4 separate regions of the Sus scrofa genome follow, and all the other regions are linked to region 1. Evidence: chromatin contacts called from public Hi-C and HiChIP or PLAC-seq data. All regions are on one chromosome and are shown on one strand. Each heading gives the region's core, a stretch centred on a gene start, on an enhancer-like site or on the middle of the called end of the contact. The rest is flanking DNA. Distances are from core to core; before and after follow the strand shown.

The links. Hi-C and Micro-C count contacts between places; a contact is called where the count stands out from the background. HiChIP or PLAC-seq counts read pairs in DNA pulled down with a chosen protein or histone mark.
Region 2: an H3K27ac HiChIP or PLAC-seq map of alveolar macrophages shows a contact between it and region 1. The contact joins the promoter of PREX1 here to the promoter of ARFGEF2 in region 1. A contact is called at or near these places in 3 of 47 Hi-C or Micro-C datasets (embryonic fibroblasts and epiblast stem cells) and 1 of 2 datasets of contacts at active chromatin or transcription factors (alveolar macrophages).
Region 3: a Hi-C map of liver shows a contact between it and region 1, with 3 times the contacts expected there. The contact joins the promoter of CSE1L here to the promoter of ARFGEF2 in region 1. A contact is called at or near these places in 8 of 47 Hi-C or Micro-C datasets (embryonic fibroblasts, epiblast stem cells, fetal heart ventricle and 5 more) and 1 of 2 datasets of contacts at active chromatin or transcription factors (alveolar macrophages).
Region 4: a contact with region 1 is called in an H3K27ac HiChIP or PLAC-seq map of alveolar macrophages. The contact joins the enhancer-like site here to the promoter of ARFGEF2 in region 1. A contact is called at or near these places in 7 of 47 Hi-C or Micro-C datasets (embryonic fibroblasts, epiblast stem cells, fetal heart ventricle and 4 more) and 1 of 2 datasets of contacts at active chromatin or transcription factors (alveolar macrophages).

The regions. Positions count from the first base shown.
Region 1 is chr17:50,630,174-50,634,972 of Sscrofa11.1, reverse strand. It overlaps ARFGEF2 (brefeldin A-inhibited guanine nucleotide-exchange protein 2), which reads right to left and starts at 3,129. Exons shown (of 39, transcript XM_003483981.4): 1 at 2,822-3,129. The coding sequence starts at 2,942.
Region 2 is chr17:50,548,815-50,553,209 of Sscrofa11.1, reverse strand. It overlaps PREX1 (phosphatidylinositol 3,4,5-trisphosphate-dependent Rac exchanger 1 protein), which reads left to right and starts at 2,808. Exons shown (of 40, transcript XM_021078040.1): 1 at 2,808-3,172. The coding sequence starts at 2,960.
Region 3 is chr17:50,743,382-50,747,721 of Sscrofa11.1, reverse strand. It overlaps CSE1L (chromosome segregation 1 like), which reads right to left and starts at 2,766. Exons shown (of 25, transcript NM_001243215.1): 1 at 2,675-2,766.
Region 4 is chr17:50,717,884-50,722,398 of Sscrofa11.1, reverse strand. ARFGEF2 (brefeldin A-inhibited guanine nucleotide-exchange protein 2) reads right to left here. Exons shown (of 39, transcript XM_003483981.4): 33 at 4,499-4,515; 34 at 2,755-2,869; 35 at 1-131. Among named protein-coding and RNA genes, the nearest start is that of CSE1L, 25 kb to the left of the region's middle. Within about 2 kb of position 1,263, at least 6 of the 83 cell types and tissues checked have an H3K27ac peak or open chromatin away from gene starts, as enhancers often do. A contact at or near this core is called in alveolar macrophages, where this site is marked.

The DNA of each region.
Region 1 (4,799 bases), core at 1,880-4,379:
ACAACAAGAAGAAGGCAAGGGATTCCAGGCAGTCTCGAGCCCAGAGCACACACTTCTAACCGCTGTACTATTGGGCCCCTGCATTCCTGATCCTCTCCCCCTAATATACTACAACTGGTGGAGGGTTACGGAAGCTGTTTCCTGCAAGTGCTCCTATCACTCAAGCATTTCAACTCTGAGCGGTCATTTTACTGTACCTCTTATCAAAATGGTATCTACACAGAGCAAGCTCTAAAATACCAGCCACATGGCATACAGGCTTGTTTCAGTTACTTTCACCAAACACAAAACTCGGCCTTGAGATGCAGAGTGAAAGATCACCAGACGCTGTGGTATATGTTTTCTTCTGTTTATAAGTCAAAGCAGTCATTCTGACGTAACAGCAATGCCACATAAGTACTCTCTTAAAAAAAAGATGGCCTGTTTAACGCAACACATCACACAGATTCCCTTATACTTACTCAATTTGATGAGGATGAGCCACCACGACAATCTATTCAATTAACCTGTGGTCAAATTACTTCCTTTATACACTCTTTTTTTTTTTTTTTTAAATAACATTACATGGGATATTTTATTTAAATTGTCTATATTATTTGGCAAGAAAAATATTTTTAACATAGAATTTGTATTTTCAATATAGGCTATTTCTTGCATTTCACCACTGAAACAATGCATGTTCATCCCACAATTTGGGTTAGAAAAACAGGAGCCTCTGAATAAAGAATCCAAAAATAACCAATAAACTTTCAATGTTAAGGCCCTTTATGACCCATATGACCATTTTATAAGTAGGTTCCAAAATTGTGATATACAACTTGTTGAAAATTTGATGTTAAGTTTTCTTAAGAGGGAGTAGAAATTTTTCTGCCAAATAAATATTTTGAAACTTCCACAACAATGCTCTTAAAGTAATACGGAGAGGACAGAATGCAAGCAGATGTCAAAGTGGAGTTTTAAGTATCAGGCTTTTGTGTAACTAACAAACTGCTTTGTAGCGCTCACCCTGCATTCCTGATAAAACAATGTCCAACAGTTAGCCTTGCTTTTCTCAGTAAAAAAGCTTTACCAATCTAAATCTCAGAGAATTGCTCCAGCTAGGAGTTCCTGTTGTGGCTCAGTGGTAACTAGTAATCATGAGAATGCAGGTTTGATCTTTGGCCTCGCTCAGTGGGTTAAGGATTTGGCATTGCCATAAGCTGTGGTGTAGGTCCCAGACGTGAATTGGAGCCTGCATTGCTGTGGCTGTGGTGTAGGCTGGCAGCTGCAGCTCCAATTCGACCCCTAGCCTGGGAACTTCCATACGCCATGGGTGCGGCCTTATAAAGCAAAAAAGAAAGGAAATTTCTCGCACTGATCCTGAATTTCACAGGACTAGCATCTGTTTCCAGATCATCTCAGCAACAACCACCTTTGTCTCAACAGTACCTGATCCTTGAGGAAGTCTCAGACCCTTCTGAGAATCTGATGAAAGCTATGGACTTCTTCCCAGAGAAGTGCAAAGTTCACAACCCCATTCCTAGGCCCCCAGAGAACACTCCAGAGTACCCTTCACCGAAGGAAGGGAGAAGGGTGATGTCACAAACCCTGTGACAGAAAATTAGACTTTCCATTGACTTAATTAACTGTTAGGGAAACCAGGTATTTTTACAGATTCCAAACCACAAGTAGTGGTGTGGTGAATTACTGTGAAGCCAATTCCTGTCAAAGGTGTAGATTCTCACTGCCTAGAACTCTCTTTTTCTGAAATTCCACATGGTGGACACCTCCTGCCTTCCAATACTTGGCCCAAATGTCACCTCCTCAGAAAGGATTACTTTCTTGAGGACCCTATGAAAAGCAATCCTCCGACTGCCTCTTGATCACATCTTGCTCTTTTCTTTTACTTTTACAAAAGTAATTCCTTAAAAGTTACTTTTACAAAAGTACTTAGTATTCAAAAATGTCTGATAATTTTTAAATTTACTTAGTCTCACCGATTAAAGTCTAAGCTCTTTTAAGGCCAAATACCTTGTCTGTATAGTACCCCACTGTATCTTGCTACACAAGGTGGGCATTTGATAAATATATGCTGAATGACTGAAACTAAAAGATGTTGATGTTGGAATCAATCATCAAGGTTTTCAACAAGCTATGAATCAGAGTTCTCTCCCTCTTTCAGTAATCTGTGGGTCCATACAATCAGCATCTACTGTGTGCTAGGCACTGTTGTGGGTGCAGGGGATCCAGCGGTGAATAAAAGACAAATATTTCTGTCCTCACAGACCCTCTATTTTACCGGACCGCCCGGAATGAGCAGATCCTTTGCACACCACGATACCTGGGAGGTGCAGGATAACCCTCTACATTGCCTTCTGGAGGGAGTTATGGGCGATCCTCAAATGAAAGGAAAACATTCATCATTTGGGCACTTTCAAAGCAGGTCTCAGGGGTTTCCCTAAACTAGTTGGGCAGCTCTTTCCACCTGCTCTGCTTACATGGGGGAACTCGAACCAGCAAAACCCAGGTAAAGAAAAAACTTAGAGCAAGGGCTGCTGCTTCTGCGGGTGGTGAGGGAAGGAACAGGAAACAGGAGGGCAAGAAGTCGTGGCAAAAACCCTGGGCTGGGACCCTGGAGACCCAGCCCTGGCTGTCACCAACTTGCTAGGTGACCTTGGGCCAGTCTCGAGCTACCGGGGCATCAGTTTCCCCTGGGGGTATAATGAGGAGGCCAGGAAGGTAGGATTCAGGGTCAGGGGGAAGTGACGCCCAGAAGGCCGGGTGGGGTAACGGCCGGTGTGGGGAGGCCGGCGCGGGGGCCGGGCCGGGGCGGCTCACCCACCGAGCGCCACCTGGCAGGCCCTGCGCAGCTGGGAGTGCTGGGGCCGCTTCACCTCCTTGTCGGCTAGAATCTTCTCCAGGGCCCGAGACACGAACATGCTCTTGGTCTGGCTCTCCTGCATGGCCCCGGCCCGGCGGGGGCTGGCAGCCCCGCGGGCGAGCGGCGCAAGCGGGCGGGCGGGCGAGCGAGGCAGCGGGCCCGGCGTCCAGGACGGCACCAGCCGCGTCCGTCCGCACCGCCCAGTCAGGAAGCGACGCCGCGGCCCCACGGCGCCGCCATGTTGGAGCGCATCACGTGACTACGTGACTGGCGGGGCCGCGGCTGCGTCCGTGGACCCCGTGACCCCCTAGAGGGCGGGGCCTATGGCTGGGGGCGGGGCGGGGCGGGCCCAGGTGGGCGAGGCGGTGGGGCTAATAGTGGAGGAAGGCAGGGGAAAAGTTGGAAGGTGAGGAGGTAAAGAAGAGAGGCAATAAGGGAGTCAGAGGAGGTGAGGAGGAAAGAGGAAGCTAGGGGGTTGGAAGAGCAGGTGAGATGGTGAGGAGGGGAGGCTCCAAGGTCGGGGAGAAATTGGGGCGGGGGAAGGGAGGTGGAGATGGGGAGAGAGGCGGGGGAAGGGGAGGGTTCAGGAGAAGCGCGGGGCGGGGGAAGAAGAGAGGAGAGGCAGGAAGAAGGGGAGCTTAGGAGGAGGGGGCTGAGGAATAGAATGGAAAAAGAGATGGTGTGGGAGGGAGGTGAAGGGAAGGAGGTGAGAAAGATAAGAAAACAGCCTGGGAGAGGGAGAGCACAAAGGAAGGGGTGGAGGGAAAGGGCTGGAGGAAGGGAGGGAGATTAAAAGGAGGTGTATTGGAGTTCCCGTCGTGGCTCAGCGCTCAACAACTAGTATCTATGAGGACCTGGGTTCGACCCCTGGCCTCGCTCAGCGGGTTAAGGATCTGGCATTGCGGTGGGCTGTGGCGTAGGTCGCAGACACAGCTCAGATCCCGCATTGCTGTGGCTGGGGCTGTAGGCCAGCAGCTACAGCTCCAATTTGACCCCTAGCCCGGGGACCTCCGTATGCCATGAGTGTGGCCTTAAAAAGACAAAAATAAATAAATAAATAAATAAATAAATAAATAAATAAATAAAGGAGGTGTATTCATGCACACTCCCAAAACAGGATTTCGCCACCCCCGTGGCAAGACAACCACTTGTCTTCCATTCAACCCTCCCATCACTGGAATAGAGCTGAGTCCTGGTATCCAGTCCAGTGAACGTCTGTGCTTCTGGTGCCACATCTGTGCATGATGCTGCTGGGAAAAACCACTCTGACTGCACCTCCCCGTGGAGTGTGTCCATCTATTTTCATAAAGCTGTGGTTCCTCCCAGTGCAGTGTGTGAGGCAGGGGGGCATTTGGGGGCAGGGGGCATCAGAAAGGGAAGAAACAGAGATGGCCAGTGTCACACAGCCTGCCAGTGAGGGTAAGGAGACAGGTATTCTGGCCCCAGGGGCACCCTCCACTCCCCGCCACTGCCACTGATAGCACCACACCCTTGGTCCTGTCTGCCCGTGCCCTTCCTTTCATGCGGCCCACCTGCTCCAAGGGAGCTGCCATGCTGTTGGGCTCCTGCAAGAACAGTGTCTTTTGCAAGGACAGTGTCTTGGAATCTCGGAAACTTGTGACACAGACACACTCCAATGCACAGGTCTCAGCTCAAGAATCTCAGGGAGGCCCTCTCTCCCTACAGCACATTCTGACCTTTTTCACTGTTGATTTGTTTTGTCCTCTGCCTCCGGTGTGGGCTGCAGAGGGACAGGCTGCATCCCCAGGGCCTGGTCCAAAGCAAGGGAGAGGTTTGATGGCCATAAATTCCATTGCTGTCGTGTAGCTTTGCAGCTCCTCCTGTCGAGAAGTGAAGTCTATTTCTCCACCCCCCGTGACTTGCCTTGACCAATAGATTATGGTGGAAAGAAGGGTGAGCTCTCCCAGAACCAAGGGAT
Region 2 (4,395 bases), core at 1,559-4,058, 81 kb after region 1:
CACAGACAGTTTAGGCAATTTATTAAAAACTGTATCATCTTTCACTAGGTATGGGATGGTGGGGAGGAATACCCCAGAGGACTCAGAGGGAATAACGCAGTGTGGAAGAGGTGGAGTGGGCCAGGGTGGGCTCCAGCCACACATGTGGAAATGTCTGCATGGTCTTTTAGGCAGCCTGGGCCAATTCTTGGGTGAAGCATGAGATCTGTGTGCACATGTGTGAGTGAAATATCTCTGAAGTTGAAGCTAATTAATCCTCCTTGGTTGCAGCTGGAAAGGGGACGAATGTTTGTTGAACTCCTCCTACGTGCCAACCATCAGTGTCAGGGACTTTGTATCAGTGGTTCTCAACCAGGGGCAGTTCTGTCCCTCAGGGGACATTTGGTAATGTCTGGAGACATTTTCGGTTGTCATATCTGCAGAGAGAGTGTTACTGGTATCTAGTGGGTACAGTCTGCCCCTTACATGTCCCACCATGCACAGGATGGCCCCCCACAACTAAGAATTATCTGGCCCCAAATGTTAATACTTTGACGTTTGAGAAGCACTGCTTTACGTACATTTTTCTCTTACGAAGACTCCCATTTTACAGAATAGGCAACTGAGGCTCAGAGTGTCTTGATCAAGGTCTCTCGGCTGGTTAGATTTGGAGCTGAGATACAAATGCAAGCCAGTTTCATTCCACAGCCATGATGCTCCCACTAGGCTCTTCCCTTGCAGTAGATAGGAATAATGTAAAGACAAGGCAAGTGAGGGTCAGAGAGGTGCTGTGATAGTTTAAGGTCACACAGCAGAGTCACTCCAGAGACCTCTTTCTGAGAAACTCAGGAGCCAGTCACCTTTGGGCCACAATCGACCCTGGTACCCAAACCTAGCCAGCTCACCTAGCTCACACTCTTGACTCTCCAGGGGAACTTCACTCAACCAAGGCCCAGATCAAATGTCACCTTGTCCAAGATCACAACGAATCAGAGCTCTGAGAGGGCAGAAGCCACCCTACTCTCTCCCTGTGTCCTCAAGCTCTTGCAATATTTATTTGGAGACCATTGGGAGAACAATCCTGGGTGTTTGGGACAGACGATAAATAGCAATACTGCTCCAGCCTCAAGGAAGATTACAATCTACAGGGGGATATTACATGAATCAGCCAGTCCTCTGCAGAGACAGTACAATCTCTGACCTGTGAATAAAGACAGGTTAGGAATTGTGGACAGTTTGGAGAGGGGGGCCAGGCTAAGAGGGCTGATCATGCATGCAATGTTAATTAAGAATAAACATTTAGGAGTTCCCGTCGTGGCGCAGTGGTTAACGAATCCGACTAGGAACCATGAGGTTGCGGGTTCGGTCCCTGCCCTTGCTCAGTGGGTTAATGATCCGGCGTTGCCGTGAGCTGTGGTGTAGGTTGCAGACGCGGCTCGGATCCCGCGTTGCTGTGGCTCTGGCGTAGGCCGGTGGCTACAGCTCCGATTCAACCCCTAGCCTGGGAACCTCCATATGCCGCGGGAGCGGCCCAAGAAATAGCAACAATAACAACAACAACAACAAAGACAAAAGACAAAAAAAAAAAAAAAAAAAAAAAAGAATAAACATTTATAGAGAGTTTTCTGGGAGCTAGGCCCTGTCCCAAGCACTCCGAACGAATGAACACATAACCCTGTGTGTAGGAATCCATGAGCTAAGGCATCAAGTTTATTCCCACTGCACTGATGAGAAGGCTGAGGCTCTTGAGGCAAGAGACCAGGGCAAGGTCACCCAAGGAAACCAGCAAGTGCAGGAGTTGGGATTTTTAACCTGAAGGGCTGACTCTAGGCCCTGGAGAGATCATCCCTTCACACCTTCTTGGTGGCAGGTGAGGACATTTGTCTAGCAGTTCGCTGATTATCAAGGTCACACAGATCAGCCCAGACTAGAAGCCTGGTTTCCAGAGGCCTTGTGGGGGGCGGGTGGATGGGAGGCGGGCACAGGCAGAGCAGCTGCCACTTGATTAGGAACTCGGAGCAGATAATAATTTCCTCTGGGAAGGGCTGGAAAGGGCACGCTCATCTCTTGGTGGGCAGAGAAGTTATAAAGAAAAAGAAAAGAAGGAAAGAAAAAGGAAGGGGAAAGAGAAAAGAGGCATTAAGAGAGAGAGAATGAGACAGCCGCGCGTCTTCCTTCCCAAGGTCGCCGCAGCTCCCCAAGGCCCCCAAAGGACTGGGTGTCCCAAAGGCAGGACGGGGGCCGTCGCTTGCTCCCCAGGTCCGGCGGGGGCGCGCGTGGCGGGGTGGGCTTGCTCCTGAGCAGCTCCGCTGCCAGCTTTTCCAACCGGGGGTTGACCCAGCCCGAGCGGCAGCAGCCGGCGGCCGTGGCAGCCGGACCTGCGTGCGTGTGCTGCGCGTGGTGGGTGTCGCGTGTGTAGGGGTGGGAGTGGCGTAGCCCGCGGCGGGCGGGGGTGGGGGCGCCACGCGTCCGGGCGCGGAGTTGGTGCGCTGGCGGCGGCGAGCGCGCTGCTTTGGACTCTCCGGGCTTCTCGGGGTCCCTTCCGGAAGGCTCCGGCTCGAGCACCCCGGCAGCGACGCTCCAGCCGCGCCCAGCTTCCGACGTAGCCGGCCGGCGCCGCGGCGCGTCTCCAGGGGACCCCGTGCGCGCGCGGAGCGCCTCTGCGGCCCGAGCGCGGCGTGGCACTTGGCAGACGCTCCCTTGGCGGCGGGGGCGGTGGCGGCCAGGCCCGCCGTCTGGGAGCCCCGAGGGCCAGCCTCCTCCCGCCCCTCGTCCAGCCTCCGTGCTCTGCCTCCGCCCCCGGCCCGGGCCGCCCGCCCCCGAGTCCCGCCCGCTCGCCCGCCGCGCCATGCGCCGGGCCCGCCGCTGAGCCCGGCCCGCTGGCGCGCCCCGTCCGGGATGGGGTGCCTGGACGCTTGAGTCGCCGCTCAGCGCGACCTCCGCGCGGGGGAAGGAGCTGGTGCCGTGCGGCCGCGCTAGGATGGAGGTACCCGGCGGCAGCGATCCAGGCGGCGACGGGGCTGGGGACGGTGCCCACCCGGACCCCCGGACCCCCGGCGCCTCTGCGCCCAGCTCCGGCCCGTGCGCGGCCGCCCGGGAGTCTGAGCGCCAGCTGCGCCTCCGCCTCTGCGTCCTCAATGAGATCTTGGGCACCGAGAGGGACTACGTGGGCACCTTGCGCTTCTTGCAGTCTGTGAGTGTCGCTCGGGGAGCGCGGGGACAGCCTTCGTTCAGGCGGTCTGCCCCGCTGCGGAGCGCAGGGGCCTCGGGGGCGGGGCGGTCCCCACAACCTGTGGCCACGGTCCCCGGGGGTCGCGAGAGTCGCCTCAGGGACATCCCGGGGGATGCGCAAAGAAGTGAGGAGATCGGGCTCCTCCAGAGCTGGGTTGTCGCCTCCCTGGCCGGCCCACGGTCCAGCCCTTGACCTGGGGTCTCCTGCACTCGGTCCACCCCCGCCCCCCGCACGTTGCCCTTTTGTCTTTTTCTTTCACCCTCCCGCCTTTCAAATAGTTTTAAAATTAGTTACATCCGTGAGGCAGGGTCTTTGGGACCCAGGTGCCCGGATCTTGGACCCCTGCGTTTTTTTCTCCCCTGGGGATTTCTTCGCCACCTAGTGTCCCGCGGGCTGCTCATTTTGGACGGACCCTAGAAATCCTGGAGCCCAGCGTCCCTGCTCATTGAGTAGAGTAAGATAAACCCAAAGCCCTGAGTAGGGACAGAAGACGACAAAAACGGGGGGTAGGACACCCCCCCTTCCCAATACACAGGCTTTTGCTGGATCTTGGGGACAGTAGGTTTCGAACTGAAGACTCAGCGGTTCAGTTCCATACTCCCCCCCCCCCCGCAACTCCAAGTTGCAAAACCACAGCCCAAGACTCTGTAAAATAACAACTGAGCGCTCATTATGTGCCAGGCGCCTACGTGTGTCATGAGAAGGCTTAACCTTCACCGATGACCAATGAAGTAGGGACGAACAGCTCCCTCATTTTTTAATAGCGGAGAGTTTAGCTCCAGAGAGGTTGAATAACTTGCCCAGAATCACGCTGATACCAGGTTTTGACCAGGGCAGTCCCAGCCGGTGCTCTAAAACCCTATTCTAGGCTGCGTTTCTTTTTTGTTTGTTTGTTTCTTCTTCTTCTTTTTCTGTGAGAGGGAGGAAGGGGCCACTTCCCTATGCTCCTAGGAAGTGAGAAAAGTGGCTGCGGTGGGGAGGGGGAGACTGGGCGAGCCTTGCTGGAAGTTAGGAGACTCCAAGGGCTTTAATCTCTGTGCCTCCTGCTGGGACCTCATTTACTCCGTTTTCTGCTCTAGGAAGTCTTTTAATCCTGGTTCAGGAAGGGTGTGTGTGTGTGTGTGTGTCGGGGGGTGGGAGGCGGGGGCAGACAGCGGTTGGTGGTTCCTTCAGAAACCCCAGAG
Region 3 (4,340 bases), core at 1,517-4,016, 110 kb before region 1:
AAGTAATTTTAGAGAGTACTCCACAGGTATTCACCACATATCAGCAAGCTCAAGGTCTAATTAAACTATCTTATTTGGCCACAGGTGAAGGTATTTTGACACTCTGAAATATTAGCAATATATAAATGTAAAAAGTGTTATTGGCTTTAAAATAAAGATTCAAACTAGAAGTGAAAAATGCATTCTTTCACCTTTAAATGAGGGGTGATACTTTACTTCACCACGCTATCTTTGGAAATCCCTACCAATACATAAAAAGTAAAAAACATGTACAATAACAAATCGATTATGACAGACTTAGCTAAATTCCAAGTTCATCTTGCTGAATGAATGGCTGGACCTATGTCTAGCCTCTTTCCATAGGCCCTCAGTTAGTTATAGGTGCAGACTTTTGGAATAAAAGCTTTGCTTTCCAAGGCCATCTCACAGAAATAAGTGACATAAGTTGATCCAAGATGTGTGCCTTTTCCTTAGTTATTTCCTCCATATTAGAAAAGAATTCCTGAGGCCTTACATCTGGGAAAAGGGAGAGAGATCCAACAAATGAAAACTATCTGGCATACATACATGAAGGATCTATCCCCACACCTCTGTCCACCCTCTGCTTTCTCATCACAGGAATTTACCACTTAGGTGCACATCCAAACTCTTTACATTGACTACAATGCCCTGTAAGATCCGGCCCCTGGCTACCTCTCACTTCACAAGATATTCTGGCAAGCAAGATTTCCCCACATATTCCAATATTCCAAGCTTGTTCCTGTCCTCGAGCCTCTGTACTTTCTATTCTCTCTGCCTGGAATGTTCTGTTCCCTAGTCTTTCCATAAATGGTCTCAGCTCAAATGCCACCTCCTCAGAGAAGCCTTGACAGTCACATCACTCTGTCACTTGTCACTATCTAAAATTATCTAAGTCATTTATTTGTATTGTTTCTTTTCCCCACTAGAATATAAGCTCCCCAAGGGAAGGGACTTAGTCCATTTTTGCTTCTTCACTGTATTCACAGAGATTAAGTGGATGCTCAATTAAGTTATTAAATGAATAAAGGAATAGATAAAATACCAAAGGGAAAGCACTGCTCTCAAACCCATCTAATCCTGTATAGGAAATGGTTTCCCTCTATCCCAGTCCCCAACTAGGAGAAATCAAAGTACACAGAAAGGGAGAAAGAATTATCTTGCACTAATGATAAGAAATGAAAGACAAAGGGTCTTAAGAGGGAAGAGGCTAGATCAAAAGTTCCACCAGTTATGCAAAAAATAAGAGACACACACACAGGCCAAAAATTTAATGATGGGGGCCCAAGTGGAGGAGAAATGGAGTACTGGTAGGATCTAAGAGAAAAAAGTCCCTTTCTTGTCTCCAAGGAATATCTGTACATCTACTATGTGGCAAGCACCGACCACCTGGGTACAGCAGTAACAAGACAGGCCAGGTCCTTGCTTTTTTACACCCTAGCAGTTGAGAAAGGCAATAAACAAGTAAATTTTAAGTGATTCTACGTAAGTGATTTACGAAGTAAAACTAGGATGATGTGATAAAAGAGCTGAAGGAAAGAGACCCTTTGAGAGGTTGGTCAAAGAAGGCCTAAGGTGAGGGAAATATGAAGGACAGGGAAGCAGCCTTGCAAAGACCTGATGTTGGTACTTTTCGAACAAACAAAAGGCACGTCCAAACGCTTTACGGAGGACATGAGCTTGCAACATTTAAAAAAAACAAAGGTCAGCAGTACTGCTTCAGTGAATACTACTTCAGAAGAGATGGGTGGAAGAGGCGGACAACGAAACGGCACTTCAGACGGGACTTTGTAAACTGCGGTAATACTCAGTGGATCCTCGCAGTCACTTTACGAGGTGGATGTTTTCAACCCCACTTTGTAGATAAAGTGGAGACTTGGAGAGATGAAGTGACTGGCTCTAAGTTACATTCCTGGGGTGAAGCTAAATCTGGAACGAACCCAGGCTTTCTCATTCCAAAGCTGAATTCCACGCTCCGAACTACCACACGATCGCTTTTCCTCAAGAGGCGGACCCCACGTTACAGGGCAGGTGCTCAGAACCCCGGTGCACCCACTACAATCTAATCCTCACGAGCAACTCAGCAAAGTGAGATCACGATGCCTATTTTACAGTCATGGAGACTGAGGCACAGGGAGGTGGAGCTCCACCGCCTCCTTAATCAGAAAGTGAGAACAGAGGAAGAGGCGGTCAGGGCGGAGGCCAGCACTCCAGCCCAGCAGCCGCACAGGCCTTGCCGCCGCACTCCGCTCACGTTGCGGGGTGGCCGGGAGCGCTGAGAATGGACACGCAGGCGCAACCAATGAGAGGCGGACTTCCCGAGCGGCGTGGCCAATCAGCGCAGCGCTGGAGGGGAAGGGGCGGGCACTGGATACGCTCGCGGTAGGTCGCGCCTGGGTTGCCCTGGCCCCTCGCAGGCCCGGGTACCGCCGAGCCTGGGCCTCAGACCTGGAACGCCACGAGGGGATGGGAGACCGTTCGGCAGATGCAAAAACCTTACCCGAGGGTGCCGCCCGGGACAGAGGCCTATATCCTGCTCTCTCCAGGAGGTGCGGTCCTTACTACCCAGCGTTCGGAAGTGCTGGGAGCACCTCATTCCTCCCTCAGCCGGTTCCCAAGAGGCCACCGTGCCAGGCCGTGCACGCCCGCGCCTTACCTCGTGGGGATACGGGAACGGAGAAGGGAATCTCAGCCGCGGACGGCAGCCAGCACTACCCACTCCTACTGCCGCTCCACCTCACATTCAAACCCCGGCAAAATGGCGCGGCAGCGAGGCTGCGGCCGGGGCGCATGCGTGAGCAGGGCCGAGGCAGGGGGCGGGGCCAAGCGCTCCCGGCCCCACCCAGGCTGGAAAGGCCAATCTCTGCCCCGCTCTGGGTTTGCTGACGTCATAGTGGACAATGCTCTTTGGCTCTGACCGCTCTAAGGGGCATCACAATCCCCATTCGGAACTGAGCAGATTCTGCGAGTGACCATTTTTGATATCAGGCACCTAGCAGTGAAACTGACAGTACTAACGGCCTGAACCTAGCCAGAACGAACTGGGACTTGAACCCAAGTGTCAGGACTCAAACCCAGCCTAAACCCAGATTGGGACTTAAAACCCACAGTTTTAAATTAGAATCACTCACCCTGTGTCTGTACTTACTGAGGTTCTTCATACCTCCTCGCAGAAGAAATTCAGGGAGAGACAAAGTGACAGGCAAGAAGTAGATTTATTAAGACAGGAAGCTTGTGAGAGGTGCAAGCGGGCAGGCACGGAACCTCTGCCCCTGAGGATCCGGTGGACTATAGTTTTATCATCCAAGGGGAGTGGAGGTTGGAAAAGCCCACGTCTTCCTGTCTGGGAGTAGTAGCCCCTCCTTAGTATCCAGTAAGGTGTGTATTCAAATCAGCAGAAGGGTGGTCCTCAAACTCCTGCTCTTGGTCTGAATCTGAATGCAGGCCTAAACCCATCCCTCATCCAACGACCTGAGGCAATTCTCACGCCTCCACTAATCAAGCAAGCCTGCCTTGTGCTGATGGCTTTCTTGGTCAGTTATTAACTTACACTTATCTCCCAATGTACCCTAAGTTTCCCTCTTTAACTATGGTCCTTTATCCGGACTTCTACAACTACCTGTACCTACTCCATCCCTATCAGTAGGTCTCATATAATTGTTGAACAAATTGCCCAAGGTCATATTCAAAGCGTCTTAGACAGAAAGAGAACTTTCTGCCCCCTCATAGAGCTTATGTTTTAGAGGGAGAAATGGAATCAGCAAGTAAGATAATTCTGGAGTTCCCTGGTTGCTTAGCGGTTAAGGGCCACTACTGTGGCTCGGGAACTTCTGCATGCCCCAAGCACGGCCAAAAAACAAAGATCATTTCAAATTTGATTAGTGCTCTGAAAGGAGGATTTAAAAACAGATTGATATGGGAGGCGGTGACATGGAAGGGCAATGGGATAGCCAGAGGAGACCTCTGAACAAATGACAATTGACCTGAATTTCAACAAGGAAACAAGCTGTGGATCAGCCTGCAGAGCATTCTAGAAGGAGGGGATGCCAATAGCAAAGACTGAGGCAGAACTGGGCTAGGCTGGGGCTTAAAAAAAAGTGGAGCCATGGCAGGAGACAGAGTTAGGTCAGCAGGGGCCAGATGATGTAGGCCTCCTAAGCCTATGTTTGGACTCTGTCTTAAATGTACCCATTACAGGATGATCACCAAATTTATATTTTAAAAGTCTCCTTGTACTGTATGGGGCGGAAGAGCTTGAAGCAGAAGACCAGTGAGGAGGCTGTTGGAAGCATCCAGGGAATTGAGGTTAAGCCTGGAGTAGG
Region 4 (4,515 bases), core at 14-2,513, 89 kb before region 1:
CTGGGCAGCAACCAGGTGCTCGGCATCTTCCTTTTTGCTCGTTGCAGGGTAGAACACGATGTTGTCAATGGTCTGTATCAATTCCAACTGGACCACACACTTGATGAGGAGGCTGGCAAACAGTTTCTGATCTATATTAGATGATAAAGATTAACCCTAATAATGATTCAGCCTGTACTGCATTCACTGAGCTCCCCACTATGTGCCAGGCACGTTCTTGAGGCTGTGACGTGACAGCGAATAAGCTGGACAAAAACCCTTGCTCCCATGCACAGAGAAACAGTGACCAAGTCATGCAAGCACAGGCTATAGCACATCAAACGATGAGGACTCAGGGAGGGGATACGGTAGGGAAGGTGTTGAGGTGGGGTTGCCAGTTTAACAAGCTGTCAGGAAAGGTCTCTGCAACATGCTCTCTGAGCAGAGACCTGAAGCGGAGGAGGGGTCAGCCGTGCAGGTCCCTGTCCTCCAGCATGCTTCTCGGCTGCCTGAAGGGTCACCCCTACAGACCAGCTCTGGACTGTGCTCAGCCCATGGGAAGGCTACAAGTTCCTGCAGTAGCTGGATCCTACAAAGGGCTGAGTCTCAGCCTTGACGGCGGGGGAACTGGGTGCGGCTGATTTAAGGTCCTGGTTCCTGGATTGCTTTCTGTCTGCCCTGGAGGTGGCTTTCCACTTCTGCTTCCATATCCTCCAAATGTCTCCTCCTAGCGCTTTCCGTGGTTAGCCATCTCTGACTAGTTAACAATTCTTTGTGCGGAGTTTTCCCTGTTGAAATTATTGGTGTGGTTTCTGCCTAATGACTAGCCTCTGACTAATGTCTCATCTTCTTAATCCCTGGGCTCAGGGACAGCCCATGTCTGGCACTTCCTAAGTGTTGGCTGATGTGACTGTAATAAAAGCAGGGCTTCCTTTTCAACTTGGTGTTATGGAATCAGAACACTGAAAATATTAAATAAATAAATGCTAAAGAAACACAAGGAGTCGGGTCGGCTTCAAGCATCTGAAACTGGCTGTGAAATTATACAGACATATAAAAATTCTCCATGCAGAATTAGTTTTAATTGAAAAAATATAGTGGAATTGCAACACATGTACATTTAACTTATGCCAATCCAAAGACACCATCTTGGATGAAAAATAAAAAGAAGGAAAGAAAACAATACAAGTGGTGTAAGAAATTCTGCCTGCTGCTCTGTTCACTGAGCTCGTGCCTGGAAGGGAGACGGAGCTGGGAGACTGGGAGAAGCAAAGCGCTGCTCCTTGGAGGGACGGCAGGGGTCTCCAGTCTCCCTGCTGCACTCAGTGGTTCCATTTAAAGAAATGTCCACTTGCTCCTCCCACACAAGCCAAGCCCTTTATCTGGGGCTGATGAGGAAACAGCTCACCCTCTGCCTGGGTCGGGGAGAGACACTGGCTGTGCTGCAGACACCAAGGAAACAGCCTGTCAGTCTCCAGTTTGGTGTCTCTTTAATGGATTCCCAGGGTGGTTCTTTCTTATGCCTTCAAAAGATAATGGGGACCACACAGGGCTTTGTCTAATGTGCTGCTTCCGAAGATAATGTGAGTGCTAACACCTACAGCCTGGTACGGCAAGAAGAGGGAGAAAGTGCTATGAAGAAAAATAATGGGGACCACAACTTGCAAAAGACCAGACCAACACCAGGAAAGTTAAAATTTCTCAGGCAGCCAAAAATATCCGTGCCCCAAGTCTACTGTATATTGGCAAGCTGCGCCACTGAGGTCCCAGGGCACTCAGACCTAAGAGCAGCCCTCAAAGGGCGAGCGGAAGGAGCACGTGCGAGCACGCACAGGACAGAGTACAGTGTCTGGCTCGCATAACTGTGTGAGACCTTTTTTTTTCATGACAGGCGTGATATACACCATAAGCAACATTATGAGATAAATTTAAGTAATCTGAAACTCATATCCAGAAAAGGGATCTCTAACACATAAAGAGCCCCCTGCCAACCAATAAAAGAAAGATCAACAATCAATACGTAATGAGCAAAGATGATGAACAGATAGTTCACAGAAAAGAAAATAGAAATGGTTCTTAAACACATGAAACTGCTCAGTTTTACTCATAATTAGAAAACTGCAAACTTAAAACTACTCAAAAGATACCAAATATCACCTCAGTGTTTCCAAAGATCATGTAAATAGGTGCAGCCTTAATAGGCAGCAATCTGGAATTTTCGGTCAAAACAGTAAATGCACTTCTCTTTTAACCTAGAAATCCTATTTCTGGGAATTCGCTGTACATATAAACTCACAACACATGTATTAGGTGATTTGATGCTATGTTGTTTATAACAGAAAGTCTGAGAATAACATAAAAGGCCACTGGTAGGAACCCAATTAAGCAAATAATAGTACATCTACAATGTGGGGCAGTATACGACAGCCTAAGAGTGCGAGAGCTCTTTGGGTACTGATTTTGAATAATCTCTAAGCTGTATTAAGTGAAAAAAGAATAATGCAGAGTATTCTATAATTTTTATACAAAGGAGTGGAGAAGAATTCATACACATCTATATGTGTGTTTGTGTATATGAATAAGCATTTGCTTGCATATGAGCAAAATGTCTCTAGAAAGTTATACAGAAACTGGTGCCACTGGTGCCACAGGGAAGGGACTGGCAGACTGAGGCCCAGGAGTGAAAGAAAGGCTTATATCTTGTTTACCCTTCTGAACATCTGAATCATGAGAATGTGTTATCTATTTAAAACAATTTAAAAAAAGTGGCCTTACTTGCATATGGTCTAGCTTTCCAGCTGTCATCGGTTGGATTAGAGAGTTGGCTCTGGCCTCTCTCAGAGGCATTTTTATCTATGCTGCTTAAAGACTGGCGGTCCAGATCCACATCCTAAAAGTAAACCAGAGAGAAACACCACGTTCATTTCTCTGTCCACAATTCAGTACCTGGGCAGAAATGTGCTGTTTCAGCACTGCTGGCCCAACTTGAATTTAAGACTCTTACTCCGCTGGAAGCACAATGTAGTGCCTCTCAGAGGCCGCGTGGGAGGGATTTCATATTTTAATGATTTCTCCCGCCCATTAAAATTTCACATTTTCTTTTCTTTTTTGTCTTTTTAGGGCCGCACCCTCGGCATATGGAGGTTCCCAGGCTAAGGGTCCAATCAGAGCTACAGCTGCCAGCCTACACCACAGCCATAGCAACACAGGATCCGAGGCACGTCTGCAATCTACACCACAGCTCATGACAACTCCAGATCATTAACCCACTGAGCGGAGCCAGGGATTGAACCTGCAACCTTATGATTCCCAGTTGGATTTGTTTCAGCTGTGCCATGACGGGAACTCCATAAAACTTCACATTTTCCTATTCCAACCTAGACAACTTCTCTACATATTATAGATGAGTATGATAATTTTTTTTCCTTTTTTTGCCTTTGAGGGCCACACCTGTGGCATACGGAGGTTCCCAGGCTAGGGGTCCAATCAGAGTTGCAGCTGCTGGCCCACGCCACAGCCATGGCAACATGGGATCTGAGCTGCATTTGTGACCTATGCTGCAGCTCAAGGTAATGCCAGATTCAGATCCGTAACCCAGTGAGTGAGGCCAAGGATCAAACCCACATCCTTACAGATACTAGTCAGGTTTGTTACCACTGAGCCACAATGAGAACTCCAAACCAAAGTATTTTAAAGTGATACTTGATTTATGGGGCCTTATGCACAAAAAGCCCACTGCTATTTCATTGGGAGAGATGAAAGCACTCTTCATAGGGGAGGGCAATAAATAAGGAGAATTACACCAAAGCAAAGTTTTTAACACGGAAACACCAGAAATGACATCAGAGTCCACCAAGGGAGACTTCCTGAAATACATGATAATGATGTGCAGCCACTGATGAGGCTGCTCTCAGAAAATATTGAAGAATATGGAAAAATGTCCACAACGGTGTTAAGTAGTACACTATGTACAAAGTGAGCCCAAATTCTAAAGACGTGGGTTGTGGGTGCTCAGTCACATAAAGAAAAAACTAGAAATGCTGTGTGTTTTTTATTGAGTGAAGGGACTTATTTCCTTAATACTTTTTTGTACTTCCTAAAAAGTAAGTTAATGAATATATACAGTGTTTAGATCTTGTCTTTTTCACTCACTTCCCATCAGAAAAACACAAACTGGAGTTCCCGTTGTGGCTCAGTGGTTAATGAACCCAACTAGTATCCATGAGGATGTGGGTTCGATCCCTGACTTTGCTCAGTGGGTTAAGGATCTGGTGTTGCTGTGATCTGTGGTGTAGGTCACAGACTCGGCTCGGATTCCAAGTTGCTGTGGCTGTGGTGTAGGCCGGGGGCTTCAGCTCCAGCTGGACCCCTAGCCTGGGAACCTCCATACGCCGTGGGTGCCGCCCTAAAAAAGAAAAAAAGGAAAAAAAAAAAACAAAACGAAAAGCACAAACTGCGCTGCTTCATTTTTTACAGTAATATGTGATCAGAGAAAAGACAACTGAAAAAAAAATCCTACCAGATGTTTTTCTGATG